2 separate regions of the Oryctolagus cuniculus genome follow, and region 1 is linked to region 2. A link is a contact called in public Hi-C data. All regions are on one chromosome and are shown on one strand. Each heading gives the region's core, a stretch centred on a gene start, on an enhancer-like site or on the middle of the called end of the contact. The rest is flanking DNA. Distances are from core to core; before and after follow the strand shown. Region 1 holds the start of PPP2R5A (protein phosphatase 2 regulatory subunit B'alpha). Region 2 holds the start of NEK2 (NIMA related kinase 2).

Evidence for each region. A called contact is a pair of places that touch in the nucleus more often than the background predicts.
Region 1: a Hi-C map of an unstated tissue shows a contact between it and region 2, with 4 times the contacts expected there. The contact joins the promoter of PPP2R5A here to the promoter of NEK2 in region 2. A contact is called at or near these places in 2 of 6 Hi-C or Micro-C datasets (skin fibroblasts and an unstated tissue).

The regions. Positions count from the first base shown.
Region 1 is chr13:26,785,852-26,790,952 of mOryCun1.1, reverse strand. PPP2R5A (protein phosphatase 2 regulatory subunit B'alpha) reads right to left here and starts at 3,103. Exons shown (of 12, transcript XM_017347800.3): 1 at 2,187-3,103. The coding sequence starts at 2,388.
Region 2 is chr13:26,251,498-26,256,187 of mOryCun1.1, reverse strand. NEK2 (NIMA related kinase 2) reads left to right here and starts at 1,498. Exons shown (of 8, transcript XM_002717530.5): 1 at 1,498-1,727; 2 at 2,498-2,715; 3 at 3,626-3,866. The coding sequence starts at 1,632.

The DNA.
Region 1 (5,101 bases), core at 1,854-4,353, 530 kb before region 2:
AAAATCTCTTTCATACACATAGGGCTTCCCACTTTTTTTTTGTTTTTTTAAGGCCACTAATGGAAAAAACTACTAGTGACAGAAAAAACACAACACTGTGATAGCAACTACACTGCTAAAGTACCAAGCAAAGCAACTGATTTTTTTAGGAAAATAACTTTTCAAGTATATTGGCATTTGAAGTAAAAGTAGTTTTTCCTTTTAGCCAGTAACCCAAGAAAGGGTCTTGTTTTATTCAATAAAAGTTTATCTTGCAAGCATAACTTTCCTTATGATAGCTTTTTAATGCAAATATCTAAAATTAATCTAGATTTCCAATTTTATTTTTTTCCTACTACTAACCAAACACTATAAATAAAATACTGCACCTTCAACTTGTTGAACCAAATACCACATATCTTAGATGATGACTGACTCTATGCATATATTTCCCAGGCTTTTACAAGCAAAACATACAAAGCTACATCTCCTGGTTAAAACTAGCCATATGTTTAGTATTAAATTATTTCTATTAAAAAGTGAATATATCAATGAGTACAATACTAAAGGAACCAAAATAATTTATAATAACAAGCTAAATAAACATGAAAAAAATGCTAGCACCAAATCTTGGAAATGCAAAAATAATTTGATAATTTAATGGAAAAAAAAATCAGTATAAAAGTAACCATGATGTTTTAATTAAGTGTAAGATATAAAATCTATGAATAGCAATTCAATGTCCTGGTTGGAAAGATGATATTCTTTTATAACTGTGACATGGCTCAAGAGTTTTAAAGTCTTGGCAATGCCTACCACTGTGGTCTACCACTGACTACCCTATGCAAATTTTAACAATTTTTGTATGCTAAACAGCAATCAAGTAACATGCACAGATTAAATGCGTCTTAAAATCTCTTTTCAAAAGCCTGTTTGATTTGGGCTGGGGGATGTCCTTGATTTAGAAACACCCGAAAAGGCAGGGCAGTGTAGGGTTTGAATGGGGTTCCAGAACTACTGCAGGTCAACTGTGATTTGATCTGGGGTTTTCTTTAGACTCCTTGCCAAGCTAAGGCTGGATTCACAGGCCCAAAGACAAATTGAAACCAGACTGGCCTTGAGGGGATTGTGGAGCTTTTTTCAAATGGTTTGAGAAATCTGAACATTTATCTCTTTAATTTCCCAGCCTTACAAAACATATGATTCAGGTTTCCATTAAGTTTCTCTTGTTGCAGAATTTTGTTGGATGTCTATGAGCACTGTCATCTGACTCCATAACGACTTCTGTCTCATACAACGCAGATATTGAAATTGTAAAATTAAAAGTTAGTAATTCACAATGAATAAACTAGAACACCAAAAAAAAAAAAAAAAAAGAAAGAAAGAAAAAGAAAAAACTTACTGAAAAACCTCTGAATCTAGTGGGAAAAGTAAGTGAGCCAAAAAGAGTGCCAAGCACTTCTGCAAGGCATTAGGCACGGATACCAATTTGAATCACTGTACAAACCTACAAAGTCTGAATTACTGCCCGGGAACCAAGTTCCCGTTCCACCGCAAAGCAACACCAGACTCCCTTACACGTCCTCACATCGATCCTCTGTACCGTCTCAAACAATCGGGTATTTTCAGCTAACGATTCAACAAATAAGATCCTACACCGGTCCGACTTTTAGGCTTTTTCCTTATTAAAAACAAACAAACAAACAAACAAACTCGTGCACGTGAGGGCCAGCTGAACTCTCAACCGCTGTTTGCATTTGGATTCCAGGTCCGATGACTCAAATACAATCCATGGGGCGGGGAGTGGAGACCGGCGTGGGCGCCGACGGTAACAGCCAAAGTAAAGGTGGAGGAAGAGGGCCGCAGACAGGGGCTGAGACTTGGAAACCGGAGGAAGGCAAGGCAGGTCGCGGAGGCAAGATGGGTACAGAAAGAGGAGTGAGGGAGAGGAAAGAATTCTACCTCGCGGGACGCAGTCCCCAATCGGAAGCGCAGGTTAAGCCAGCGCGCAGGTGGGCAGGGTGCTGGCCTCGCCCCGGTGGGAAGTTAGGGTGAATCCGGGAGCCGCGAGAAGCACCACTCCGCAGCCTACACGTTTGCACTACAGGCGGGCGGGGGTCGCGGCGCGCACTCCGCGAGCCCCGGGGGAGGAAATGGCTCTGCGGCCGCCAGCGCTCGCCGGCCGGGGCTGCGCCCTCGGAGCTTACCTTTGAGCTGGGGCAAGGGGGAGAGCTCCGCCTGGCTGCCCTGGCTGCGGAACTGCGACGAGCCCTGGGAGCGCTTCTGCTTCTGTGCCTTGCGCACCGATTTCCGGGTGAAGCCGTCCACTTTCTCCGAGGCCGAGATGGCGGCGCTGGCAGCCCCCGCCGGCGGCGGCGGCGGCGGAGGCGACGACGACGACGACGACATCTCCGCGGCCCTGGCGCCTGGCAGCTCCGGCTACTGCTTGCACCGCGCGGGGCCGCGGCGGCGACGGCACGAGGAGGAGGAGGCGGGGGAGAGGCGCGGAGAGCTCGCGGCCCTGCGCCCCGGACCCCCGGCCAAACCGCCGTCCGGCTCCCGGGCGCCGCCGAGCTGCTCCTCGCCGCCCGCCAACGCCTCACGGCCACATCTCAGCGCCGGAGGCTCCTGGTCCCCGCCGCGCGGCGAGCTCCGGGGCTGAAGAAGTTGTTGACTCCGGGCGCAGAGGGCGGGTGGAAGGGGGAGCAGCCTGAAGTTTGGACAACTGAGGCGAGGGCACAGAGGTGCGGACGCCGGGCGCGCTCCTCGTCCCCTCAGTCCTGCTGACCAGCCGGCCGGCCGGCTAGCACCTCAGCGGCCGCTGCCAGCGCAGCCCTCCCCGCCGGGAGCCTCCTCCGGGGCGCTGCCGTCGCGGGTCCCCTCGGAACCGCCGCCGCCGTGCCCGCTCTCCCCTGTCAGCGCCAGCCCCTCATCGCCCGGGGCGGTGACCCGCTGCCCGGGCCCTCGGCTCGCACGCGCCGCCGGCTGCGCCCAGCAGTCCGAGCCCCCTCCCCCACGCGCCCGTCGGCCGCCCACGGAGAACCCCCGGCGAGCGACCGCTACAACTTGAGAAGGTGGTTGGTACAAGCAGAGGGCGGGAGTGTGTGCGTGTGCGCGCGCGCACGAGGGCGCGCGGCCCGGGGAGGGGCCTCGCGGAGGGCGGGGAGGGAGGGGTTTGACTGACAACTTCCGCGGGACCCCGCCAGCCTCGGGATGCTCCGGAGAGGACAGGGGGCGGGAAAGCATGCCAGTCTCCTCAGCCAATCGGAGCGCTAAGCGGCAGGAACCCTGTGAGGCGTGGCCTCCCGGGCGGTCTATCAAGTGTCCGAAGGCGGTGAGGTGAGGCAGGGATGTAGGGCGTGGCCGTGTGACGAGCTTCAGTCGCGGCCAATCAGAAGTGAGAGTGGGTAGCGGGGTGCCGTCTGCGTCACAGCCGCGTAACTAATTCTTTTGGGAGGGGAAGTGCCCCTCCACCGCGGGTACTTTCGCACGCCTGCGCGACGGCCCGGGCTATAATTGCCTCCTGACAACCTATGAGAAGACCAGAAAACTAGAGGGGCAGTTCAGAGAGCACACAGAGTTCCCTCCCCTCCCCTCGCCTCTCTGCTGGCCAATAAGGCGCTGAAGCGACGGGTAGGGAGTTAGGGGGCCCGGAAGAGCGCCAGGTGTTGCGTCACTGCGAAGGGGCGGGGCAAAAACCAGGGTGGGCGGTGGGACGGTGTGATAGGCTGGTGAAGATCCCCGGGGAAGGCGAGGTCGTGAACTCGGCCAATCAGCGTGAGGTCCTGGAGTCTTTGGGCGGGCCTTGGAGCCACTCTGACCCTAAACCGCGTACTTGGTAGTTGGGGAGTGAGTTTGTAGCTCGGGTGTTTCAGGCACCGTTTGCTTGGTTTGGACAGAGTTCTCTGCACGTCAGCGCCCCCCCACCCCACCCGCCAAGAGGTGTCGCATTCCTAGCTTAGTGTCCCGCGACTGTTTACCCCCTCAGGCGAGGCCTTCAGCTAGTCCAGCGCGCCGAGCGTGAGTTCGCTGATCGGTGGTTTGTGGCTTGGCGGCTTGCCACTAAGATCCCTTCCTTGAAAATGCTAGGTTTTAAATTTCTTAGTTTCCTGGGCAGTGTTTTGTACATAATGATGCATAATAAAGCGTACGTGAGCTGAGCCGTCTGTCTCCCTTTGCGTCGTCCTACCCGCGCCTGCAATCCTCTCCCGCCAGCATCGGCTCTTCCTTTGACGAAATGGAAATAGCGGCCATGGAGTTCTGCAAAGCTACCTGATGTGCATGCCCGGAAGACCCCAACTTTGTGGCAGGAAGGTGAACTCCAGACCTAGGACCAAACATACTGTCCTCAAACAGCTCACCCTTCAGATTGGCTGGGTGGCGGACCTGCGATGAGCGCCCCACCCCCCACCAAGGAGATTCACACCTCAGCAGCGTCCCTGACACCTCCCTCATCCAGTCAGGCTCCGGATCAGGATGACTCTGCCTTCCCAAACGTTGAAAACCAGGTCCTCCTCACAATTTGCACGGGCGACCGCCAAGTATGGTTCAGGGCTTCCATGCTCACTGCCTGATCGGTCTCGTAAACAGCTACTTGTAACCAACCACCTGCAGAACAGAGTCAAAATTCGGTAAAACTCCTAGTGGTTATGCGGGGTGTACACCACACTCTGTGTCTACATAGTTCTTTTCTTCGCTTCAGTCACATCATTGCGCATAGTGATCTTCTAAAAATAATTGTGCATCCTTGACGCTTAGTCTTTGCTGTTCCAACAGCTTGAAATAATCCGTCCATTCCTGCCCCTCTCCATCTTGTTGAGACCAATCTTTTCTCCCAACCCCAGCTCAACTTCTGAAGCCGGTCATAAAATCTGGTCAGAAGTGAAGAGTCCCTTCTTTGTTTCCTCTTGCACTTATTATCCACATCATTCACGGGGCCTGTCATCACACGTGGAGATAGCAGCGTGCCCCTTCTCCTCTGAGCATTTCTAACTGTCACCAAGAGAACGAAAACTCAGTTACTTAGTTAGTTTACACTTCTGTATCCCCCACTGAGCACAGGACAGATACGCAATACATAATACAATTTTTAGTACTCAACAGCAAAGTTTCTGAAAATGTG
Region 2 (4,690 bases), core at 249-2,748:
CAAATATTTTCTGGATGAGCAGTGCCTACAGGCCACATTCCACTCCTGGAATGACTCCTTCCCAAATATTTTGTCTCCGCCATAGAGCAAAGGGCATTGGAAAACCGAGTATCTGAGGCTCCCTCCAAATCCTTGCATAGTTCTTAATAAACAGCTTTCTCCAATTTTATTTTTAAGCTTTTTTATTTTTATTTGTTTGAAAGGCAGGGTGACAATGAGAGAGAGATAGAGAGAGAGAGAGAGAGAGAGACAGATCTTCCATCCACATGTTCACTCCCCAAATGCCCACAAGAGCTAGGGCTGGGCCAAGCTGAAACCAGGGGCCAGGAACTCCCTCTGCGTCTCCCACCTGGGTGGGAACAGAAACAGAGTAGCAGGGACTCCACCTGGGACACTGATTTGTGATGCAGGCATCCCAGGAGCCTGGAGAGCAGCTCCTAGGCAAAGCGTATCAGCAAATATTTATTGCTCACCTACCATAAGCTCCTTTCCACACCATACTGAACAGATATCTAAAGAATCTTGACCTGCTTACACACTGCCACGCATTGGCTTCAATGCTCCCCGACCCAGCCCTCGCTGGGACTCTGGGACAGTTTCACTGGGCTGGGAGAGCTGAGAATGCTCACTTCTGCGGGTGCCCTACCGTGGCTCATTAAGTATTCTCAGTTGAGAATACTTAATACTGGAACCCAGAAAACCTATTTAGTAGCTTCTTTTAAAATAATTTTTAAAAATAATTTTAAAATAATTTTTGGTAGGAAGCTGCGCCTGCCTCAGAGCCACTATATGCATGGCTCCCCCCACGCATCAGGGACTTCCGACCTCTCCCCCAGGTTTGTGCACGTCTGCGTGTGGAACAGGCCTGCACGCTGCTCGTCCCTCCACCAGGCCACGCGCGAGGCCGAAGTCAACACCAGGAGCAGCCACTGTTTTTGTGCTGATGGGTCTGATCTCGGCTGTTGGGCCTGAAGCAAGGGGTTTCCGCCTCCCGGGCTTGGGAAACAGCAGGGATGCGAATTCCCGCTCCCCAGGGCGCTGTGGACGCCACGCGGGGACTTCGGGCGGTCCTGCCGCAGCGGAAGCTGTGACTCCTTCCGAGAACAGCTCGGTTCCCCTTTGTACTCAGTCTCCAGCGCGGCCCCGCCCAGATTCAGGGTACCAGAGGAGTCGCGAGGGGTCAGAGTGCAAAGGTCAGAAGGCAGTTGGTTGAGGGTCTCTGGAAAGGTCCCGAACCTCGGTTACCTAGGCGATCTCAACCGGAGGGATATTGTTGCTAAGACCCACCTGCCTTCCGCGTTTTCTTTCCCTAGCCCTTCCTTTGGTTTAGCTCCGCCCCCTCCTCCCCTAGAAGGAAGTCCACGCTGAAGGCGAAGCCGACGCGGTTGCCTAGCGACACACTTTTCCCAGGATGCCTAGGGTGTTGTGATCGTCTCAGCCAATCAGAGGGACGAAGAGACCTCGGCGTCCACCAATAGATTGCGAGATCCGGGCCCGCGACGGTTAAACCGGGCCGAAGGCCGGGGAGCGGGTCGGGGCAGCCTGGGGGGGTTCTCCGGGGTGCTGGCCTCAGCTCTGTGGCCGCGGCGCGACCTGCCGGGGGGAGCGCGAGTCCGGCGACGGGCTCGGCCATGCCGTCCCGGGTGGAGGACTACGAAGTGCTGTACACCATTGGCACGGGCTCCTATGGCCGCTGCCAGAAGGTCCGGAGGAAGAGCGACGGCAAGGTGAGCGCGGGCCCTTCCCTGTCCCCGCCCCGGCGGAGGTTTCGTCCGCCCGGGGCCGCCCCGGGGATCCGCGGGGCCCGAGGCTGTTGGGCGCCGGGAAGGTTCAGCCCTCTCTCCAGGCGTGCGCTGACAGCTTGTCCTGCGGGGCGGGAGACTTCGTCCTTTGAAAAATATATATATAATTTTTTTCCCATCGTGTCCCCTCTTCTCCCCTTTCCTCCCTTTCTCCTGCTTTGACCTGCCAAGGGCTTCCCTTTGGTGACAGGCAGCTGACCCCTGAGCTGTTTGTGGAGAAGATTGACCCTCTTGGGACCAAGGGAACCTGACATTTACATATCATTTAAATAATAGCAATTCTCCGGATTTGGGGGTGGGCGTTTCCCGATGTGTGTAGGTGGATCTTGTACAGAAGGAGACGTTGCCGGGGAAACTGCCCGCTGCTGAGCCCTGGGAAAGCGTGACCAGTCGCAATGCTCAGGGGCTTTGCCATCCTCCCACGGACAGCTCATAGGGGCGAGGTGGGAGGCCTAGTGCACCCCCTTCTCTCCCCCCGACCCCCAACCTGCAAAGCATCTTTCACTGCTCAAAAGCTGGAGAAAGGTTGAGGATGGCAACACAGGACTCTACCTTTATTGCACTAAATTAGATGATAATGACCTTGGCTTTTGTAGGCTATATTTTAAAGGGAGGTGAGTTCTTCACATGTTGGCGCTTTAATTCTTTTTGAAAGAATGGGAAGTTTATTCAGACCTTGGCCATTCTGGTTCCAGATATTAGTTTGGAAAGAACTTGACTATGGCTCCATGACAGAGGCTGAGAAGCAGATGCTTGTATCTGAAGTGAATCTGCTTCGCGAGCTGAAGCATCCGAACATCGTGCGCTACTATGACCGCATCATCGACCGAACCAACACGACTCTGTACATCGTGATGGAGTACTGCGAAGGAGGGGACCTGGCGAGCGTGATTGCCAAGGGAACCAAGGAGAGGTAATCTGGAACTGGCAGCTGACGTGGGCCTGCTCGCGTTTCTGTTAAGCATCTTGTGATAGTGGAAGACTTCTTGTATTTTGTGAGTCCATGGTATTTTAGGAAATTCCTGGCATGGCTCAACACCCAGGTTTCACATCAAAATAACATTTTCCCCGGGGCCAGTGTGTGGCATGATGGGATAAGCCGCCGCCCGCGCTACCGGCCTCCCATATGGGTACTGGTTGGAGTCCTGGCTGCTGCTCCACTTCTGATCCCAGCTCCTTGCTAATGTGCCTGGGAAAGAAGAGGAGGATGGCACAAGTCCTTGGGCCTCTACACCCACATGGGAGACCTGGAGGAAGCTCCTGGCTCCTGGCTTCAGCCTGGCGCAGCCCTGGCTGTTGTAGCCATTTGGGGAGTGAACCAGTGGAATGGAAGACCTCTCTCTGTCTCCTCTCTCTCTGTAACTCTGCCTTTCAAATAAAATAAATTTTTTTTTAAGAATTACTTTATTTGAAAGACGGAGTTGCAGAAAGTGGTAGAGCCAGAGAGAGGTCTTCCATTCTGCTGGTTCACTCCCCAAATGACTGCAACAGCCAGAGCTGAGCTGATCTGAAGCCAGGATCCAGGAGTTTTTTCCAGGTTTCCCACACAGGTACGGAGCCCCAAGGGCTTGGACCATCTTCCACTGCCTTCCCAGGCCATAGCAGAAAGCTGGATTGGAAGAGGAGCAGCCAGGATTTGAACTGACGTCCATGTGGGGTGCCGGCACTGCAGGCTGGGGCTTTAACCCACTATGCAATAAATCTTTAAAAAATATAACATCGTGCCCCATTCGTCCACATTAAAAGCCAGATAATCCACTGCATCCCGTCCCATCCTTGTAACGATCCCAGAATTCCATGCTGTGTAACTGCTTTGCTTTCAGACAGTACTTAGATGAAGACTTTGTTCTTCGAGTGATGACTCAGTTGACGCTGGCCCTAAAAGAGTGTCACCGGCGAAGTGACGGCGGCCACACTGTGCTGCATCGGGACCTGAAACCAGCCAACGTTTTCCTGGATGGCAAGCAAAACGTCAAGCTTGGAGACTTTGGGCTAGCGAGGATATTAAACCACGATACGAGTTTTGCAAAGACCTTTGTTGGGACACCTTATTACATGTCTCCTGTGAGTACCCCTGAATTTTGTGACTTTTTGACCATCTGAATGCTAAATGTCCAAACGCAAGGACATTCAGTCTGTTGGTTTGTTTGTTTAGTAATATCTAATAGCCCAAAATTAATAATGTTATTTATTTTGAAGTTTACATTTTTCCCGATGAGCCACCTGACCATTAAGTTCCTGTAGGTTAGTAGTTCAACTCGAGCTTTTATGGAACTTTTTTTTTTTTTTTTTGACAGGCAGAGTGGACAGTGAGAGAGAGAGAGACAGAGAGAAAGGTCTTCCTTTGCCGTTGGTTCACCCTCCAATGGCCGCTGCGGCCGGCGCACCGCACTGATCCGATGGCAGGAGCCAGGTACTTATCCTGGTCTCCCATGGGGTGCAGGGCCCAAGTAGTTGGGCCATCCTCCACTGCGCTCACTGGCCACAGCAGAGAGCTGGCCTGGAAGAGGGACAACCGAGACAGAATCCTGCGCCCCGACCGGGACTAGAACCCAGTGTGCTGGCGCCGCAGGTGGAGGATTAGCCTAGTGAGCCGCGGCGCCGGCTGCTTTTATGGAACTTTATGCTCTGTGCTAAACTCTGGAATTACAAAGATGAAATAGGTTTTTGTCTCTGCCCTCAAGGGCAACATTTCCCAAAGTGTGGGTCCTGGATGCTGGAATCAGACTCACTTGGCGTGTTTGCTAAAATATGCAGTGAATTCAAGGCCTGTGGGGAGGCCCTTGGAATCTGCGTTTTAACAGACTCTCTGGATGGATTCTTTTTTTTTTTTTTTTAATTTATGTATTTATTTGAGAGGCAGAGTTACAGAGAGAGGGCCTCCATCT